Regions from separate parts of the Gossypium hirsutum genome. Here regions 2 and 3 are each linked to region 1. Evidence: chromatin contacts called from public Hi-C data. All regions are on one chromosome and are shown on one strand. The core of a region is the stretch at or near the end of the contact, and the rest is flanking DNA. Distances in the headings are between cores, read along the strand shown. Region 1 holds the start of LOC107950744 (ubiquitin-conjugating enzyme E2-17 kDa). Region 2 holds the start of LOC107950745 (ethylene-responsive transcription factor CRF1). Region 3 holds the start of LOC107950746.

What was found. Hi-C and Micro-C count contacts between places; a contact is called where the count stands out from the background.
Region 2: a contact with region 1 is called in a Hi-C map of leaf, with 4 times the contacts expected there. The contact joins the promoter of LOC107950745 here to the promoter of LOC107950744 in region 1. A contact is called at or near these places in 3 of 34 Hi-C or Micro-C datasets (leaf and petal).
Region 3: a Hi-C map of leaf shows a contact between it and region 1, with 4 times the contacts expected there. The contact joins the promoter of LOC107950746 here to the promoter of LOC107950744 in region 1. A contact is called at or near these places in 11 of 34 Hi-C or Micro-C datasets (anther, callus, hypocotyl and 2 more).

The regions. Positions count from the first base shown.
Region 1 is chrD03:33,177,352-33,180,051 of Gossypium_hirsutum_v2.1, forward strand. LOC107950744 (ubiquitin-conjugating enzyme E2-17 kDa) reads left to right here and starts at 1,347. Exons shown (of 5, transcript XM_016885696.2): 1 at 1,347-1,518; 2 at 1,663-1,742; 3 at 2,325-2,452. The coding sequence starts at 1,673.
Region 2 is chrD03:33,380,439-33,383,239 of Gossypium_hirsutum_v2.1, forward strand. It overlaps LOC107950745 (ethylene-responsive transcription factor CRF1), which reads left to right and starts at 1,313. Exons shown (of 1, transcript XM_016885698.2): 1 at 1,313-2,801. The coding sequence starts at 1,918.
Region 3 is chrD03:33,432,954-33,435,653 of Gossypium_hirsutum_v2.1, forward strand. LOC107950746 reads right to left here and starts at 1,406. Exons shown (of 2, transcript XM_016885699.2): 1 at 547-1,406. The coding sequence starts at 1,210.

The DNA of each region.
Region 1 (2,700 bases), core at 97-2,596:
ATTTCAAAATATCACCCAACAAATCCGTATAATTATTTTAATGATAGTGGTTAATTTACACAATTATTTTATTCAGGGTGACTAAATTAAGAATTTTTTTTAAAATGATCATACTAAAGCTAACCCTATTTTAGAGTGATTATCAGCGTAATTTACCCCAAACAAAATTAGGGGCGACCCAAAAAATTTTAAAATCCAATTTACTTTTAAAACAAAATTAACTTACCTCTAAAACCAACAAAAAAAAACAAAAGAACTTATTTTAGATAAACTCTATCCACAATCTACATTTAAAAGAAATTATACAAACTATTACATGACAAACTAAATAATTTAACACAACACGATATAACACAAGTTTCATAATCCAACACAACATTGCAACAAAATTATTTTCATTAACAATTTTTTTATTTATCAAATAGTGAAGTGAGTTTTGCTTCAATGAGAAAAAAAAAAAGCGTCAAATGCTGAAATGAACCGCGTAGTGCAAGTGAAGGATCGGGTTCGGGTGTAGTATTTTTGGGTTTAATTTATTAATTGAGTTTAAATATCAATTGGATTTAATTTTTGGATATTGGCCCAATTAGGTATAAATTTTAAGGGTGAATTACGTGATTAAACTTAAAAAAAATTATGAAATGAGATTAAATTATTTTAAAGTTTCTATTTAAAATACTGGGTTGTTTTTTTTTTAAAGCCTGACTAACGAGTTTCAAGCAACAATTAGATGGTTGGTACAGTAGCTCAATATCCATTAAGAGTAGAAAAATATACCTTAAATCTAAGTCAATCTAAAGATCAATGTATGATATCAGAAAAAAAAATTGTTTGAATTTTGGTTTGCATATTCACAACGTTTAAAGCTGTTTCTTGAAAACAAAATGAATTGTAAAAGAGAAGGGAAAGCAAATCGTTTGATTGGTGGAGGCGATGCGGATAAAAAAGTCATATAACATCAATTTTAACAACTCGTTGAATTAAATAAAAACTTTCGAATAATTTAGTGATCATTTTGTAAGCTTTTATAATTGAGTGACGAAAACATAAATTTATTAATAATTTAGTGACAATAAATGTAATTTACCCCGATTACGATTAGTTTTTGAATTGAGTTTGAGTTTATAAAATATAAAAATAAAAATAAAAAAATATTTTTTTTCAAAACCAAAATCAACGATTTATTTTTGCACACTCCTGCAAATTACCTTCACGCGCCACACGCGGTTGCCAATGCCATCTCTAAAGAGAAGGTATCCGTGTCAAAAGAAATACAAAATAAAATTCTCTTATAATCGTGTGGGGTCTACAAAGATAGCCAATGAGAGCACAAAACATCCCAATTTTTGCCTTTTTCTACATAATAATTATAATTTTTATTATTAAAAAATGATGTTCTGGGAGATCTATTTTTAAAGCTTTATTTTTGCCTCTTTACATTTCTTCCGCTATTTTCAGCAACTAAAAAAAAAAAAAAACCCCAAACAGACAATAGCCTAGGACAGGAGGATCTCTCAGGTACTTGTTCTTTTTTCTCTCCAGTTTCCTCTTTATTTCGTTTCATTTTTTTGGTTTCTCTTCAATTTAAAATTTTCTTTGCTAGACACAAAAAGCGATCTAGCTTGAAAAGTTCTATTTTTTTAAAGATTTTGTTTGTTTTAGGGTTTAGGTGATGGCTTCAAAGCGGATCTTGAAGGAGCTCAAGGATCTCCAGAAAGATCCTCCTACCTCTTGCAGCGCAGGTTCAAAATTTTTTTTTCTATTTCGTGTTTCGATTTGTTCATTTCTGAATTTTTAAAGATTTGTTCGTTGAAACTCTTTTTTTTTTTTGAAAAAATGATTAGAAATTTTTTAGATATCTGCTTTTGAAAAAGAAAATTATGACATGATAATTACTATTGCTGCATAATTCAATTTGACCTATATATAACGAATCTATTTTCTATACTTAATTATTAGTCTTTTCATTTTGACCATGATGATTCCATTTTTTTCTAACCACAATATATTTCTTTTTTATTTTTTTAAAATTTTCATGTCTAATTATTAGTTAATTATTGTTCATGTCTGTTTGTTAAGGTGTTATTCGGTCATACGAAATTGTTCATGTATAGGTGAAGTTTGTAAGGAAACGATTTGCATAATTGCATGTATTGAGTATATGAACTCGTCATTTCTGTTATATGTGCTTAAATTTCTTAAGGCAAATAAGAGAAAGGATGAGTGGTTCGTTCAATTTTTATTTGGGAAAATATTATCATAAGATTACTTGGTGATTGTTCATCTAACTATTGTCCTTTTGCTTATTTTTACTATTGAATTAGGCCCTGTTGCTGAAGACATGTTTCATTGGCAAGCAACTATTATGGGTCCTCCTGACAGTCCTTATGCTGGTGGAGTGTTTCTAGTCACCATTCATTTCCCTCCGGACTATCCATTTAAACCACCAAAGGTAGTTGATTGTATTCCTGAACCAAACTAGTTTACATTCTTTCTTGCCTTGGCTCTATAATTTGTATTTTTAGCTATCAAGTGTTGTTATCCTATATCTGTTAATTACTGGATTTCCTGTGGTCTCATTTACAAGTTTGGTCCTTCCACTTATTACTTTTGGTTTCAGTTTGGATGCATAACATTAGTATTCAGGTTGTCTATTTGTAGGCCCAGTTGAGCTACACGTGAGGGGGAGTGTTAGGTGAT
Region 2 (2,801 bases), core at 63-2,562, 200 kb after region 1:
CAGGCCTTTTTTTTGCCCTAGCCTATTTTTCGAGCTTATATTTTTACCCAGAACCTCTTATTTTTCGAGTAGATCAAGCTAGGTGTCCGACCCATGAACAACTCTAGCACCTACCACCAATAGGAGGGGAGAGAGAGAGAGAGAGAGAGAGAGAGAGAGCAGCAAGTAACATAAGGTTAGGCAACATCATTGCACCTTCGACATGTACACCTTGAGTATGGAATGCCATGTCGGATGTCGCAGTCAGGCTCTAAACAAAGTGTCAAAAGCCACCATGAACCCTAACATGAAAAACGAAGAAAACCTAAGGACGCCGGTATTAATCTAGCTATTAGATTCATAGAGCTTTAGAGTTGACATCGATAGAGACAGTCGAAAAAGAAACCTAACAATCATAAAAGGAAACAAGGGGCCAAATTAGAAGAAAAAAAAAAGAAGAAGAGAAAAATCTTGAAGAATACTGTTTGAAATTTGATGGATAATTAGTATTCAGACATTTGAATGTTTTATAATATTTTTTTCCCTCGAGTGAAAAATTATCTTGAAAAATGGCATAAAATATCTTCAACACTTAATTGCTTATTTGAAAATTCAAAAAATGTGTGTAGTTAGGCATGCTACTTCCTTTTCATCTATTCAAAGAAACGTATATTTCATACATCAATTATGGCTTCAATAGGTACTTCCATCAAATTTCATTACAATACAAATTTTCAATTAATTTTTGGAAAAATCAATTTGAAGAACACAATTATTCTTTAAGTAGATTTCGAAATAATTATTTTTATACAAAGTGTTTAGAATTATTTATAATCCTTTTAAATAGGAGAATAAAAGTGGTTGACCGCATTTGAACTCTTATTCTCTTATATTAATAATAATATCAATACTAACTGAGCTAAGACTATTAAAGATGAATTTGAAGAAGTTAATAAAAGCGGTATTACAATTGAAACGTGAACGGCCAGTTTGGAATACAAAATTTAATAGCTAATGATGATTAAGTTAAGACGTAACCATTATTATGACTGGTCATTGTTGTTATTCGTAGTGTTTTCATTAACCTTTGGGAGAAATAATTACAAAAATTTTCATCAATATCAACAAACTGGATTACACCATACATATCTGTCTAAACACTAATAGTTGAGAAATAATCCAAACCCGAAAATCAAACAAAACGGCAAATGAACCCACGATTATTATATAATTGTCTGCAAAAAATTCTCTTTTGTTTAACTTATATAATCAAAATGAGTTACCTTCAATTAAAAAACCCAACTTGATTAGTGGAATATATATAGAGACAAGTTGAATACTCTGTTTTCATATTTCAGCTCTGCTTCACTCTTCTTTCTTATCAAATTTTCTGGTCCCTCTCCATAACATTTCTTCTTTCTTTTTACTTTTCTGGACCAAGTATCCTCAAAAATCAAGTTGGGTTCTTTATTTCTTTTAAGACTTAGATTCCAAAGTTACCAAAAAATAGCTAATTTATGCTCTTAGTTAAGTGACTGTGAACAGCACTGTTCTTTTTTTTTTCTGAGAGAGATATTTATTCTCTATCTCTTTTTCCACAAAAGCCATTTGCTTGCGTTTGCTATCCCCTTTTTTTTTTAAGCTCTGCAACTTTTTTGCTTACAAAAATTTCGTCTTTTTTGGCTCACTCTTGGTTTTCTCGTCGTTTGATGAACTTTTTGATGAAGAGATTAATGGTGGATTTCTCTTCGTTTCAAGCTTCTCTTTAACGTGGTTGTTCTTTCTTTCTTTCTTTTAGTTCTTCAGCTTTCCCTTTATTCTCCTCGTGTCTCGACTCTCAAAGCTCAAAGGAATCTCTTTCCTTTTGATCTTCCTTTTTATCTCACTTCATACTCTTACTTAACACCACAAAAAAAAAACCAGAAAAACCCAGAAAAAATGGATCCTTGTTCAGTTTCTTTAATCAAATACACTGAGCATCGCAATGAAACTAAGCTCCTTTCGCCATTGGTAAATGGAAGAGTCGAGAATAAGCCAGAAATGAAGCCTCGAATTGTACGAATTTCAGTTACTGATGCTGATGCTACTGATTCTTCTAGCGACGATGAAGAAGAAACACGAATGATACGACGTCGTTCGAGGAACAGAGTCAAGAAGTTCGTCAACGAGATTACCATTGAGTCAACAAATCCCACAGAGTCGAGGTGTGTTCGAAAAAAGCCGGCGGCGGAGAAGTTAAAAGTTAAAGCGGCGGCGAAAGTACCGGCGGGGAAGAAGTTTAGAGGGGTAAGGCAACGACCTTGGGGAAAATGGGCAGCGGAGATAAGAGATCCGTTAAGACGTGTGCGGTTATGGTTAGGTACCTATAACACCGCCGAAGAAGCAGCAATGGTTTACGACAAAGCGGCTATTCAGCTACGTGGACAGGACGCGCTCACCAACTTTACAACTCCTCCGATGAAAGACGAAAACATCAGCCAAAAACAGTTATCCAGCTCCGATTACAACTCCGGCGAAGAATCACACAACAGTTACCTTTGCTCTCCGACTTCCGTTCTCCGTTGCCCTTCGCTTTCCATCGACGAAGTCGATTCTCAAAGCTTCGAAAAATCGCGCGAAACCAGAAACCGACCTCGAGACGTCCCCGACGATTCTTGCTGCATATCGGGAGAAAACTTATCGGATTTCTCCGAACATTCATCCTTGTTCCCCGGCGACATATTCAGTTCGGTGCCGAGTTTGTTCGACGATCATACAAGTTTACACGAAGGGTTTTTGAAAGATGATTTTGGTTACTGGTATTTGAGTTCGGGTGGGGATTT
Region 3 (2,700 bases), core at 156-2,655, 260 kb after region 1:
AGTATTTATTATTTGATACAGAGCATTATTGACGGTTGGACCCTCAACAAGTCCGGTATTATATTCTTGGAGCACCTATATTCCATTTTAACCCCAAAGTTTTGTCCCAGTGGTACTCATCTTACCCATAAATGCCAATATGCTATAGGGAATGAATTCAAACCCCACCATAAAACTCTCAAGTTTCTCCTGGTTCGCCTGTTCAGGCACTGTTTGTGACTCTTGGCACCAGCATGTGGCGTCTCCATGCCCCGTTCATGGACAGGGCAAAAGCTCGAGGCTAAAACGGAGCATAGAACCCCGAGACAGAATACTAGACCTTTTGAGAATCCAACCCTAAACAAAAAAAAAAAAAAAAGCCCTGGGACTTGTTGAGGATCCGACCCTAAAAAATATCACCATCAATCCATAACCTGAAATGATACTGAAATCTTCATATGCATAGCAATCTTAAATAGCAACTCCAGCATGAATTTAACCAACCAAACAACAATATAAACACGAAAACAAAATAAAAAAAAAGGTTCAAGAATGTTGAATTTTTACCAGCATTTGGTGAATAACCGTTAGCTTCAATTGGTTTTAGCCCCCCATTTTCGGAAACCCCAATTTCTCCCCCATTCCTATTGTTGCTCTTGGAATCATCTTCATCTTGTAGAGTATTAAAACCAGTCTCTAAACACAAAACCCTCTTATCCAACTCCTCGAATCTCTTCCTCAGTATTTCCAACTCAGATTCAGCTTTGGCTTTCTCATTTTCAAGCTCGCAATTCTTGCTTCTCAAATTTATAATTTCGTGTTGTTTCTCATACATGCCCTTCACTTCCTCCGACAATCTATTACACCTTTCCTCAGCAGACTTTCCTCTTTCCCTCAAAACCATATTTTCTTCCCGCAACTTCGAAACCTCACCCCTCATATCCTCCCATTCTTTCTTGCATTTCCTCAGATCATCCGCAAAACCCATTTTTTCCAACCTCTCTTCTTCGAATTTGTAGGAAAATGAATCCTTTGCCTGTTTCAGTGACTCGATTTCCAGCTTTGATTTCTGCTCTCTCGCCAATAATTCCCTTTCTACCATGGCGAAATCGTTGGAACGAAAAGTGGATTTTACAAGAGAAATCATTTTGGGAATGCTCCAAGTACTGATATTCCCAATTTCGTTGTCACCCAAATCTGTCGAAGTAATAATTTCATTCTTAATAGCCATTATTTGTGAAATTGAAAACAAAACAAAGAAAAAGGGATACAAAGCGTCGTGAAGAAGAAGCAGAAAGGGAAAAGACTTTCAGGAATTTGTCCTTTTTTTGGTGCCCTACTGAGGCTAAATACTTGGGTAGGTTGTACTTAGCCCATACTGGAAACCAAATATGGCGCACTACAAGTTTTCTGGGTAAAACTTACATAGAAGTCCCTTTATTACGCTAGCTGTTAAATACTTATTTTGGCATAATACGAACTTTAGCCCTCCATTCTTTTACACTTTTATTTGATTGGGTCTCTATTCTTTTATTTTAAGTAAATTGGTCTTAATCTTTCGCACTATTTTGTTTTATATGATATATCAATAATTAATTAAAATTAAAAATCATAATTTCCAATAATTATTAAAATAAAAACTCTTTAAATTAAGAAAAAAATGTGAAAGAAGAGACGAAAATGATGTGCACAAATTGGATTGATCCATGCATATTGCCATAGTATAATTATTTTCACTACTGGACAAAGAATAGGTGTTATATCTATTATCTAGTTTTAAATGGGTTACCTGAATATGAAAATGTATGATGTTATCTGGGTAAATTAATCTTTATACATTAAATTTAAATTAATCTTTCGTGTTAAAAAATTTAGGGTAAACTACACAAATAGTTACTCAACTATGCATGTATTCTTGTTTTGGTCACCTAACTTTAAAAATTTTGAATTTAAGCATTGACGTTTTAATTCGTTATTGTTTTTATCACATGCTGTAAATTGATAACAAAAAGATTTTTTTTCAATTGGTATAATGATGCATTTAGTACTCAATACTTACATATTCTATCAATTTGATCCTAATTCTAAATAATTTAATAAATTTAACCCTTCACATTTACAAATTCTATCAATTTGATCCTCAAACTTCCTATCCAAAGTTTTTATATTTTAAAACAAAGGCATTCCACATCTATAAAATCACAAAACCCAAAAAGATTAAATAAATAAATAAATAAAAGCCTTCTCTCCACTAAGTACTAACAAGCCGTTTTCCAAGCCAATTCTTGATACCAATGAGTTTATCCTGAATTTTTTTTTCTCTTTTTTTCTCTTTTTGCATTAGTTTTCTTCTAAAGATAATTTTTTTAACCCTTTAACCGATACAATTTTAGCTAAAGAAAATAGAAAAACCTTTAAAAAAACCACTTTACATTTACTCTTATTGTTAACAGTATGATATTTCTATACCTTCCCTATTCATCGTGGGTTGGTTATTCGTCAGCACAGGTTTAGCTTATGATGTGTTTGGAAGCCTTCGTCCAAACGAGTATTTTACAGAGAGCCGACAAGGAATTCCATTAATAATTGGCTGTTTTGATTCTTTGGAACAACTCAATGAATTTAGTAGATCTTTTTAGGAGGACCCAATGACCATAGATCGAACCTATCCAATTTTTATAGTGCAATAGTTGGTTGTTCACGGACTAGCTGTACCTATCG